Regions from separate parts of the Mus musculus genome. Here region 1 is linked to region 2. Evidence: chromatin contacts called from public HiChIP or PLAC-seq data. All regions are on one chromosome and are shown on one strand. The core of a region is the stretch at or near the end of the contact, and the rest is flanking DNA. Distances in the headings are between cores, read along the strand shown.

Region 1 (5,932 bases), core at 2,813-5,312, 630 kb before region 2:
TTACTGCCCCTTGAAGCCAGTGTCATATTTTAAAGGGGTGAGTGCTTGAATAAATATACACACAGAGGGGAAAGCCCATCTGAGGAGGCAGGTCCAGCCTCCACCCCCACAAATATGCTCAGCGTCTCAATACACAGAGGCTCCCTTCCCAGAATAAATCATTTCCAGGCCCAGGGCTGCATAGAAGTCCCAGTCGGAGAGCACAATTCACAGTGGCTGTCATCACATCCAGAGCATTTCGCAGCTGAAGAGGCTGTTTTAATTATAAGACAGAGCAGTGCTTAGGAAAACCCAGGGAAATGGATGCCATCCGGTAGCAAACATTTTAATAAGAGCTTGTTGGTTTTGAGGCCTTCGTTCTTTGGTTTTTTGATCCTAAGAGGGTCTGACCTTGCTGGAGACATCTGGGAAGAAAACAAGCTCTGAGCAATCTCTGCAGGACTTCTGGACTGCTTTGATATTGGGCTTTTATAATAATGAATGTCTTTCTTTAAGTACCTAATCTTCTACTGGGTTTCCATCTGTATAGTCAACAGATGATATTAGGCCCTTCTTTCTGCCAGGTAGTGGAATATAGACGTGAACAGAATAGTCACCCAGCCTGGATGTGGGTTGTCTTGGTGGAAAGCAACCCATCTTGGGAAACCTTAAATCTGAGCTAGCTACCACAATGGGGGCCTCTCTTTATGTGGAAGAACATGTAAAATGGGTATGGCCTGCTGAGCAACATCAGAGATGGTTTCCACAAGGAAGCGCTGCCTGAGAAAAGGCAAAATGAAGGGAGATGACCTTGAAGGCAAGACTGAAAGACAGGCTTCTAAGGGGTCTATCTGGCAGGAGAAAGCAGAGAGAGAGAGAGAGAGAGAGAGAGAGAGAGAGAGAGAGAGAGAGAGAGAGAGAGAGAGAGAGAGACAGAGAGAGAGACAGAGAGAGAGAGACAGAGAGAGACAGAGAGACAGAGAGAGAGAGACAGAGACAGAAAGACAGAGACAGAGACAGAGACAGAGAGACAGAGAGAGGGAGGGAGGGAGGGAGAGAGGGAGAAAGGGAAAGAGAAGCTCCTGCGGAAGGGGTTCATTCACCAAGACCTGTGGCCACATAGTCTTAACTTAGCAGTGTGAACTAGACAATGCCCTCCCTTTGTAGGGTAGCGCCACAAAGCTAAAAGAGTTTAACTGATTCAAAGCCATGAGCAGGCAGAGATGTCTCCCAGACAAGGCTAGAAGGAAATTTACCCACTTCTGAATCTGAGATTTGAGCTGCTGCCCTCCCTGCACATTTTGTCCAGAGGCAGTTGCCTTTAGAAACCCACGGAAGGACAGTGTCACGCCACACACAGGTTCAGTAGTACATTGGTTCATTCACCTGAGACGTTTTTCTTGTTCATTATGTATGCAGAAATAGTAAGGGTTGTTTCTTATGTACCAGACATCCTATTAGAGTATATTGTAAACTTTATCTCATGAGAATCTCAGTAAACCCCATAGATTAAGTAGAATGCTGTTACCATCCTCTTTCCATGAAAGAAGTAATCCGAGATTAACAAGTTTGAGTGTCCTACCTTAGGTCACACAGTTTAGAAACAGCAGAGAAGACCCTTGAATGGGGTGGGGGAAGAACCTGCCGTAGGAAAAAAGATTCTCTGAAGCTTTGACACAGTTAGGAATGCTTTAGGAAACCACTGTGGTTTCCTAAATTACAACAGAAAGTTTAATACGAAGGGTGGCGATTTAACAGAAATGTTTCTTTCTGGATGATAAAGGTAGCATCTCTCTCTCTCTCTCTCTCTCTCTCTCTCTCTCTCTCTCTCTCTCTCTCTCTGTCTGTGTGTGTATGTATGTATGTATGTATGTATGTATGTATGTATATGCACACACGTGTGCGCGTGCCAGAGTGAGAGAATACAGTTATAAAGGCGAGGAGTTGATGGGAGGAGGTGAGAGTTGAAGAACGCTTCTAATTTAGCAGCCTACAATTTACTAGAAATTTATGGCAACCCTCCCACCACAGACTGGTGGAGGTGAGGGAGGGTCGTCGGGGAAAGCCTGTGCAGTGGAGCCAGAGCATCCACGCAGCAAGCTCAGGCCACTCTGCTCCTTCCTCTGTCAGTAGGAAACGCTTGCTTTGCCTTCTGGTGCCTTCACACCAACATTCCTGACTCTCTCACACCCGCCTCTCGTGTAAAGCTTGTCAGGTCTCACTTGGTGAAGTGAGTGAGACTGGAGAACATCAGAATGTGCTGTTCAGGAGTTCTGCTTCAGAGCAGGGAGCCAGGCTGCATAAAAATGTGGCCAACGCTGCAGTGCGTGGGGGGATTTAAGGCAGCGGCAGCACTCACGGAGTGAGACCAATGAGATTCATTGCAGGTGTAGACCGTGGCAGTCTCCACGAAGTCTGGAGCAAGGGCTTTGGCAGGAACATATTTTTTATTTTATTTTTCAGTTCTTTGATTGCCTTAATTAAAATACCCATTGCAGCAAATGTTAGCACTTAGTAAAAGAACCCAGTGTATCTTTGCCTCAAAGTTGTGTGAGAATTAGAAATGATCTATGGTTCCTAAAAGAAATAACCATAAAGAAAGAGCTTGGATTTTTTTTTTTTTTTTTAACACAGCAAGAAGCATGGAAGTATAATGTAAGAATCTGAAACTTCCATTAAGACTTCTCAGTTTTCGGAATCCAAGTTTCATATTTGTGCCTGGTGGTAGTAAATGCGAATGTTAACCCAACCCTAATTGTTTTTTAGCTTTTGCCCTGACTGTAATAAAGGCTCCCAGGCTAGGAAATGGTTCACAATTTGTTAGTGGAACAGGAAATTTTTATTGGTAGTGGAGCATCCACATGACTGCTGATTTCTATTTATAAAATTCTTCGCATTTTTCCTTCAGGTTTACCAAGGGATTTGGTATTTTCTAAGACATTTAATTTGGTGTCTGGGTGCTTCGCTAAGTAAATAAACAGAAATTTTCTTTCTGTTGCTAGACAAAAAAAAAAAAAAAGTTTTCTTTTAGAAGTCAGTAGAGGGCGCTGTTGGCATTTGATTTGGCTTTCTAATACCGTAGATGTTCCCTTCTTAATTAATTCAATGTTTGAAATCAAACCTCCGTTTAAATGTAATGATATTAATATGTGAGAATAGATGTGTAAACGTGGAGATTTTCCATTCCCATTAAACCCACAGAACCAAAGGTCTCTAGTTCTCCTCTGAGCCCCTTTGAGAGTACTTATGTATAGAAATGTTGGCTGCTATACATTAAAGCTGCACACAGTTGAGTTCATGCATCCAGGCAATGATTCAACATTTTGGAGACTGATTGCAAGTCGGGGAAGAAGGCAGCTTCCTGTGGTTTTCAAGAAAAAGGGGGAGAAAAGAAGGCAAAAGAGACATTAGCCTTAGAGCCCTACTTTTTAAGTTTTTCAAAAGAAACATTCTATTTGCTAGGTTTAAGGTAAAATTTATTATAGTTAATCCAGGAGTAAATATGTTTTGCAGTTAAGATTCTAGGTACATTTGACACTATTTTTATCCTTAATTTTTAAAAAGTTATTCTATTCCTTCTATTCCAGTTTGAGTTCCTTGGCCACAGGCTATAAAGATTACCACAGTCCCAGTATTTGAAGGATATTTCTACTTTTGGTTCATAGACTTTCATTAAAATAGACTACAAAATAACAATCTCTAAGAACCCCACTCAAGTTTTGTATTTATTTGGCTGATACCTCTATGATGTGTGTGCACTAGCTGTAAGTAGGAAACCGTGGATCTGTGGGGAACCAATGAAGAGAGGATGGAGACTTTATTTTCAAAGGGCCTCCAAGAATAAATACACAGCCAAGCAGCCCAGGTGAGCAAAATGAATGCTGGCTTCTGATCCATCTAGAGTTTTCTCTGTAAAGTGAAGATGAACGTAAAGTGCGCAGCGTTTAAATCAGTGACATTAAAGACTTACCACTTTACCAATCCTAAAATAGAAAATGACTCTCGGGGACAGTGAAGGAGGCAGCCTTCTGTTTGTGGTATTGTAGCAACGGCTTCTGAGGCACCCCTCACACACATACCGCTGTTGCCCAGGGTGGAAGGCTCCTTCCCTGGGTTGCACAAAACAGGGCATGCAGTTGATCGTGTTTCTGAGTATACAAAGAAGTGCTACTTTCTGGGGACAGTAAAACACATTGCATTTTGCAAACAAAACATCAAGCCAAAGGCATGTCACTGTTCACAAAACACATGGAACTTGTTGGAAGGCAAAGGGAAAGAGATCGTTGGCGTTTTAGTGGAAAGGTAGAAAAGAACTATGATATCATCAGGCAGCATCGGGTTCTCTCCGATCGTTTACACTCTTTAGTGTGTCAGGGTTGGTCTGTGCTTGTGTTGATTTCCGGCCTTCCAATCGAGATTAGTTTTACTTTTCATTCTCATAGGAAAAGCGTGACTCTGTCGTTCAGGTAGAATCGAAAAACAAATAGAAATGCTTTGTGGTTCTTAAATGATCTAGATAGCTGGGCAAAAAGGCCCAGTACTATTGCAAGTATAATTTTAGGTGAAAATTTTGTTCCATGTGAAGCATTAATTTTAATAGAGACTTATATATAAATGCTCATTTGAATAATAATGTAAAATTAAATTTAAATTGTAAATACCGTCCAGTACTAGCTGTTTTCTGGCTCGAATTCTTCAGCACATATGGTGCTAGCATAAGCTTGTGCCTGTCTGCCTACTCTGGGTAATTTTGCATGCAAATAGTTTTAGTGCCTATGTTGAGGTGCTAAAACGTGTTTAGTACACTTGAAAATATTTGCATTGCAAAAGGAGAGTGAATCTCCTGAGGAAAATCGAATTGATATTTTGTATTAAGAGACCACTCTGGGTACCGTGTGGTCTTCTTCTATGAAGAATTCTGTTTACAGTACAGCTAGCATTTTTAATTGACCTTTAGAAGAAAAGGTCTGGCAATAGCTTTGCCAACTTTATAAACCGTTGGGCCATCTTCTGGCAACGTTCTTCACACGAATCAGTGGGGCAGAGAGAGAAGGACGTTATCTAGCGGCTTTTGCTGGACTGTCACTTCTCAAGCCTCAGTTTGGTGGACTGGTAAGAGAACTCTGAAAATTATAAACCCAGTTTCAGCTGGAATGAGCCTAACCAATTAGCTAACTAGCTAACCAACTAGCTCAGGGAAGGCTTGCATGCAGGGGAGCAGCCGTGGTTGCCGGGCGTGAGGCCCCACACAGGGTTCCATTTGCCTCAATCCCATCTGCTGCATTTACGGGAACCAGTTCGTTAAGTCTGAATTGAATCCAAATAAAATGCGTTTCTGACGCAAAGCCGATGACTGGTGCCATTCTCCACTGCATTATGTCAAATTAGAGTTTGTTTGGAAAAGAGGTTACAGAGAGCCTGTGCAAATGTCGCTTGCACGGAACATTGATCGAGTAAGAGTTCTGCACAAATTCAACCGCCACTTGCTATAAACAAATTTGCCCCTCCCTAGTTTGACTCCTATTCACCAAGACTGAATCAAAATATTAGAACCTCTAATGAAGTAATAAATAAAATTCAAGACAGGCTAGTAAAAGGTTGGTGGAACTTCTCTGACAGCCATCTTTTCCACGTTTTTAGAGAATTTCATTTTATTACCTATGCTAGTTGGGGAGGAGTGCGTCCTTATAAAATGAAAGTAGTCCAGTGTCTGCAAAAGAACCAAATGATAAGAGGCACAACGGAGGAAGCCAGCATAGAGGATTTCCCTCCCTGCATCTCTCTCCGTAGAGAAGGGAGGCCATGGGATGCTAATGACTTCTGTTGTTGGAGATGGGCAAGTCTGTTTTACCCCAAGCTCCACCAAGAAAGAACTGCCTACTACAGATTGGATGGAGCTTAGAAAGAACTCCAGGGTGTACTCCGGATATTTGTTCTCTTCATCCCTGTCACT
Region 2 (5,764 bases), core at 1,085-3,584:
GCCCAATTTCACTTTTCTTCTGTAGCTCAGTTCTTAACTTAAAAATAACTTTCCCCACCATTTCTAAAGAAAAAGAAATTAAGCCTTCTATCCCTGAGTTCTATGTCTTTATAAAGAGCTCTGGTGATGTGTTATCCAAGTATCTCTACATCCCCCCCCCCCCCACACACACACACGTAAAGAATGCTTCAATCACTATCTCTTCTGCTTTGTTCCTGCATCTCTCCAGACTCACCAAGCTTTCCTTGGGCCTCAAAAGAGTCTTAGAGCTAGGGGATAATTTACAAATTTTATAGAAAAAGAGAGGCAGAGACGGGGGAAGAAATCACATGTCCTAAGAAGTCACATGAACTTCATTCCCTAGGTCTCCTGCTCTTTGCAGTACGAGATAAGAAAGTCTCACTCCTCTTTGCTTGGCAAGATATAAAAATGATAAAAGTAAAAAGATCTGTTTCAACTTGTCCAGGTAAAATTGGAGCCTATGGTTGATGGGCAGTAAAGAAGAAAATCAAGAGAAATTAGATACATGGCTTATAAATTCCTTTTCATGTTAAAAATCTGTGATAAACATAATACAGTCAGTTGATCCCTCTAACAGGAAGGGGTGGAACCCGACAGGCTTATTTCCTTTTTTCCAAATGCCACCTTACAGCTGTGGTCTTGTGGTAAAATGGCTGGTACAATTAGAAACCAAAATTAGAAAGCCGGCAACCACAAGAGGAAAAGGCTGGGAACTACTTGAGGCCCTGACCCAGAAACCCAGCCAAGGGCTCAGCTCAAGTTGAAGTTTTGTGGCACACATGGTCCCTTAGCCTGTAGCCCCACAGAGGGCATCTCTACGCACCTCACATGCATACCAGGAAGCCCTCATGCTCACTCAACTGCGACTTTTCAACAGATCTTGGAGAGTAGGAACACTGGATAATCAGCTACTCAGCTAGAGACCATAACTCAACTCATCACAGGGCGTCGTCAGCACTTCTGCTGCCATGGTACTCTGTCAGAGAGATCTACAAGTGTTTCTCATCAGAACCCCTGATAGGAGCCTCCCTGACTTTGAGCTATGGATTTTATTGTTATTTTAAAGAAAAAAAATATTGTCAAACACATGAATTTTATAACATCTGTTTTCATTCCAAATTCCTTTTTTCCCAGAGACGTTTCATCAGTAAGAATTACCATCGAAGACCCAGGAATTTGAAAACTTCACAAACTTGTATACAAAAAAAAAAAAAAAAAAAAAAAAAAAAGAACAAATTGTCAAAGTTGTGGACTTAGAGGCACAGGAAAGGAGGATGCCAAGCAGTCACACTGGTCCTCCAGCCTCAGTGATACCACATGGGGAAAGGAACACATAACACATCTCTCTTTCTTTCTAGTTGTGTCACAGCATAACGATGAATGCCAAGATTCACCGCCAGTTTAAAATGATTCCATTATGAGTCCCAGGCTGACAGACGAATGTACATTGTGCTCACGCCTAGGGAGAGCCACAGAAGATTAGAAAAACACACTGAAACCTGCAAACCTGAGGCACAGCCCCTGACCCACCAAGGATACTCAGCTGGGTCAATAACACTTGCTTCTTTAACAAATACGGCCATGTGATATTACTCCTCTATTAAAACAATCCTTCTGAGCTGGTCTGTTTATGTGAATTAAAATAAAACATTGTGATAGTGAATTATGCCACAATTAGTGAAGTTTCAGAAAGGAAAACACTCACGGATCATATTTTATAGCCACGTCACCTAAAATATTATGGTTAGTCTCTGATTTATCAGCCATAATGATCTGTAGGAGGGAAGATAGCTTTGTATTTTTAAGGGGAGAAAGAGGAAGATGTGAGCCATCCAGTGGCTGATTTACACTGTTTCCCATGGCAGTGAAATAGTGCAGCAGAAATGGGGAAAGGTGAAATTGTAACAGTCTGACCTGCAAATCAAGGCTAGAATACTCTCTTCACTCATTTTGGTGACATTTAATACTGGGACCAGCCTTTCGAGTTAGCTGCACTCTTCCCCCAGAATTACAAACCGTACATCTTGTGGCTCTCAGACCAGAGAATGATTGCACAGAGCAGAGAGGGAAACACCTAGAGATAGCAGCAGGCAGACCCATGCGTGTTCCCATCACAGCTAACAGAAGTGGCATCGCCTCCAGAGCCCACAGCTCTGACTCAAACACTGGTAACGTTCAAAGGATGCCGCAGAAATTCCACTTGTGCCTGTTGCCAGTCATATGACATGTCTCTAATGGTGTGTTCTAGGCGCAGAGTCTGGCAACTGGGGTATGCTTAACTCAAACTAAGCTGGGGTTTGGATGAGCATGTCTGCCAGTCTCCAAGTGTACTTAATACAAGCCAGAGCTGGGTCAAGAGAATGTCATTTGGTATCACTACAAGGACAGAGGCAAAGGCTATTTTAAGAACAGTATGGTTTTGGGTGATCTCTGTGAAGTTTACGAGTAGTCAGAGAAGGGAACATAAAACTTGCTCTATACATATAATTAAAATACAGGGTAACGAAACTCATGTGTAAGTAATAGGCCAGCAGTGAGGAGCCAGGACCATAATAAGCATCCCGGTTGAAGGGAAAGGCAATTTGTGGTGCAGCTTTCAAATTCCTACTTTAGTGAACGGATTTGGAAAGCTCACGGAGAGTCTTCCTGGCAGGGTAGTTTACTTTCATAGGCTTTTCATTTAAACTCTTACCCCCAAAAATAGCAGCTGGGTTTGGTTTTGTTCTGGGGGATGTTTGTTTGTTTGTTTGTTTGTTCTTTGTTTTTTTTCTGCAGGAGAAATCACAATTCTATAAATGAATTACTCTTTCACGGGAACAAGCAGCTGAGTTTAAATGTAATCCGTGTTCCCTGTTGTCTGTCCATCAGGCTGTAGAAAGCGTGATGACCCCAAACACCAGCTTCCCTGAGATGACCTCTCACGTCCATGGGACTTACCAAATTCCAAAGAACATTCTCCAAGCAGCAGGTTTACAAAACAGAGACAAGGGAATGGGGTAGGAGACTTTACAACAGACACTATCAACTATTGTGCCCTTTGCTCTATGTGGACCAAGTGTCTTTCTGATTGACTAAATGAGCCACTCTGTCATTTGACAGTCTAGTGTGAGGAACTCCCTACTCCTCCCAAGATGGGAATGCTACTGAAAAATTGGCAGACCTCCTTTGTGACCCAAAGCTGGCACCAGAGGTGATTCACTGTGATTTCTAATAAGCCCTATAAAACAGACCCCACCAACCACCAACCAGATTTATGTGGCGACAGGAGAGGAGGTAAGACAATAATAGATCAACAGATGATGAAAGAACAAAAGTCTCTCCGCAGAGGTTAGGGTTATAAGTAAAGAGGAATCAGGGGAAAAGTCTTAGGCATGGGGCATGGCCTCCAGAATCTGGACATCCACACCATACATGAAGATTTTGGAGAGAATAATCTCTCTTTGTTTTAGATGAACTGATTGTTTGAATCAGAGTCTATACTGAACTGTAAAAGACAACAGTGAAAAGAACCTCAGACCTCACGTTGACTAATGTCAGATTACCTTTAAATTAATGTGTGTATCCGTGTGTCTGTGTCTCTGTGTGTGAATATACACCCATGAGTGATGGTTCCCATGTAGACCTGAAGATAACATCAGACCAGATTGAGTTGCAGGTTGTTGTGAGCCATCCAACATGCTGGGCACTGAGCTTGGGTTCAGTTATGGAAGAGGAACAGAAAGTTTCATTACCTTCCCAGCCCACATCCTCCTTGAGTAAAGGTCTCCACAGTCAGTACTGAGCCAGCAAAATTCAACATTGCTGAGCAACCTTCTGCTTCAGGAAGCAGAGTGTAAAGCTAGATTCTGCCACAGACAAATCTGACCTCAGGTCTCAGCCTCCTCTTTTAGCTCTTCATTCAGCTTCCTGTTTTTTGTGTCTTTTGAGAGCATGCTCCTCTTATGCTGGCCCAACATCAATGGGATCAATAGTAAGAGTCTTCCAATTAGGGAAGAAGAGATGATTTGCAAAAGTAAAGAAATAAACATCAGTGGATGGGAGGTAAAAGCAAAAGGAAATCTAATGCTGGCATTTTCTCCAGATGCGGGAGCTTCTGAAGACAGCCATATAGGATCTGTGAGTGCGGATCTGAGAAAGCTGGATTCCAGGACCTGTGCACCCAACACCAGTGCCCACCTTTGAGCAGAACGGTCCTGAATCTTTGTCTGTTTTATAAGAAGCCTAAAGTCTCCATGCATACGTGTTATCCTTCTGACTCGACTCAAATGCACATGATGAGACTGTGCAGAAGTGACCTCGAACAATCTGAAACGGTAAGTCACTGTCTCTGCATCCTGAATACCTTATCTCTGAAGTGAGATGTATGGGCCAACTATCCCTTTGGTTTTGCTGGCACTAAGAGTCTCAGCTCTTCCCTTAAAATGTGCCCTCCAGAATAATGAGAGCAAGGAGTAGTATCCTTTCTTCCTATGGAAGAACAATCTTTTCCTGGAGAATGCAGATGTGTTCAACAGTTACCACCCCAATTTGTTCTTTCTCTTATTCAGTATTTTAACTTCTCATAGGTCAGACAGCAAGCCTCCCAAATCTGATTGTTTGGAGCATCTCTTCCTGTCACACACTACTGCCAGCCAGGGGAAGTCCTTTGCCCCTCAGCTCTTGCCTTCCCTTGAGAGCTGTGAAGAAGCAAGGCTGGAAGACAGTTGAGCAGAAGCCAGGTGCTGTGGGCTCCTGCTTCTTCCTTGCCCTGATCTGCCTAATACAGTTCTATCAAAAGTAGGCTTAATCAAGCATGGGGCAGGCAGGCGACTGGCTTAGGAAATCCTGACTACATTCACTATTAAGAGCAACTGCCTGTGTCTGATACTTGAAGAACATGGTTCACTTCGTCTTTAGAGCCTCTCTGATGCTGGCCAGCTGAGGGCTAGCCAAAGGAAGCAATTGCTGCAGTCCACTAAAGGCTTTGCCATTTGATTGCCTCATATTTTCACAATTCTTCTAATTTGGAATGTACATTTATGTAACAAACCTGTCTATTACCCTTAGCAAGTTCTTTGGCACAAACTAGAACAAACTCTGATAATGTAAACAACCCTGTCTCCTGCAGCAAAGAAGGCAAGCACATAGCAGGGTCTTGTCACTTACTTACATGTAAGTGTTACTGTCCCTGGTATTGAATATTTCAATCCCTGGGGCTCTTTAGCCATGGACATTGTCAAAGCACATTTTCCCATTCTTTTTAAAGCTATTGTACACTCATTTATAACACATGTTGTGCAATAGCTACAACAACAGAAAAGGAGGGATATTGGACCCTATGAGATTGGAGCTTTGATTCCTGGAGGTCAATAAAACAACAGCCTGCAAACGGTAAAGACAAGCTTCGCTTTGGCCTTGGCTTTCTTAGTACTGTCTATGACTTATTATTCTCTCCCACACATAGTTTTTCATTTATAAAGTGAGATTCAGATATTTCTTTTCATTATATAAATTGAAAGGAAAAATAAATATGTATAGTCCTAATTAACAATATGCATAATATAGATGAAACATATTTAATTCTCGCCCACTCTTGGAGCATCCCCTCCACTCTCCCTTCTGCAGCACCTTCTTAGGAATTCCTTTGCTTTCAGCACTGACTAGTGTGAACAGAGTAAGCAAGAGGAAGGAGGCTAGGGTTTCATGTCAGCTCTTAACTGCCTCTCTATAGACCAAGAGCCTCGCCTCTGCTCATGAAATCACT

What was found. HiChIP or PLAC-seq counts read pairs in DNA pulled down with a chosen protein or histone mark.
Region 1: an H3K27ac HiChIP or PLAC-seq map of heart atrium shows a contact between it and region 2, with 16 times the contacts expected there. The contact joins two enhancer-like sites. A contact is called at or near these places in 1 of 39 promoter capture datasets (the 3T3-L1 cell line), 7 of 484 Hi-C or Micro-C datasets (the 3T3-L1 cell line, the HL-1 cell line, cardiomyocytes and 3 more) and 2 of 115 datasets of contacts at active chromatin or transcription factors (cardiomyocytes and heart atrium).

The regions. Positions count from the first base shown.
Region 1 is chr4:81,561,514-81,567,445 of GRCm38.p6, forward strand. No RefSeq gene overlaps it. Among named protein-coding and RNA genes, the nearest start is that of Mpdz, 120 kb to the left of the region's middle. Within about 2 kb of position 4,063, at least 33 of the 459 cell types and tissues checked have an H3K27ac peak or open chromatin away from gene starts, as enhancers often do. A contact at or near this core is called in heart atrium, where this site is marked.
Region 2 is chr4:82,195,532-82,201,295 of GRCm38.p6, forward strand. No RefSeq gene overlaps it. Among named protein-coding and RNA genes, the nearest start is that of Gm11264, 130 kb to the left of the region's middle. Within about 2 kb of position 2,335, at least 27 of the 459 cell types and tissues checked have an H3K27ac peak or open chromatin away from gene starts, as enhancers often do. A contact at or near this core is called in heart atrium, where this site is marked.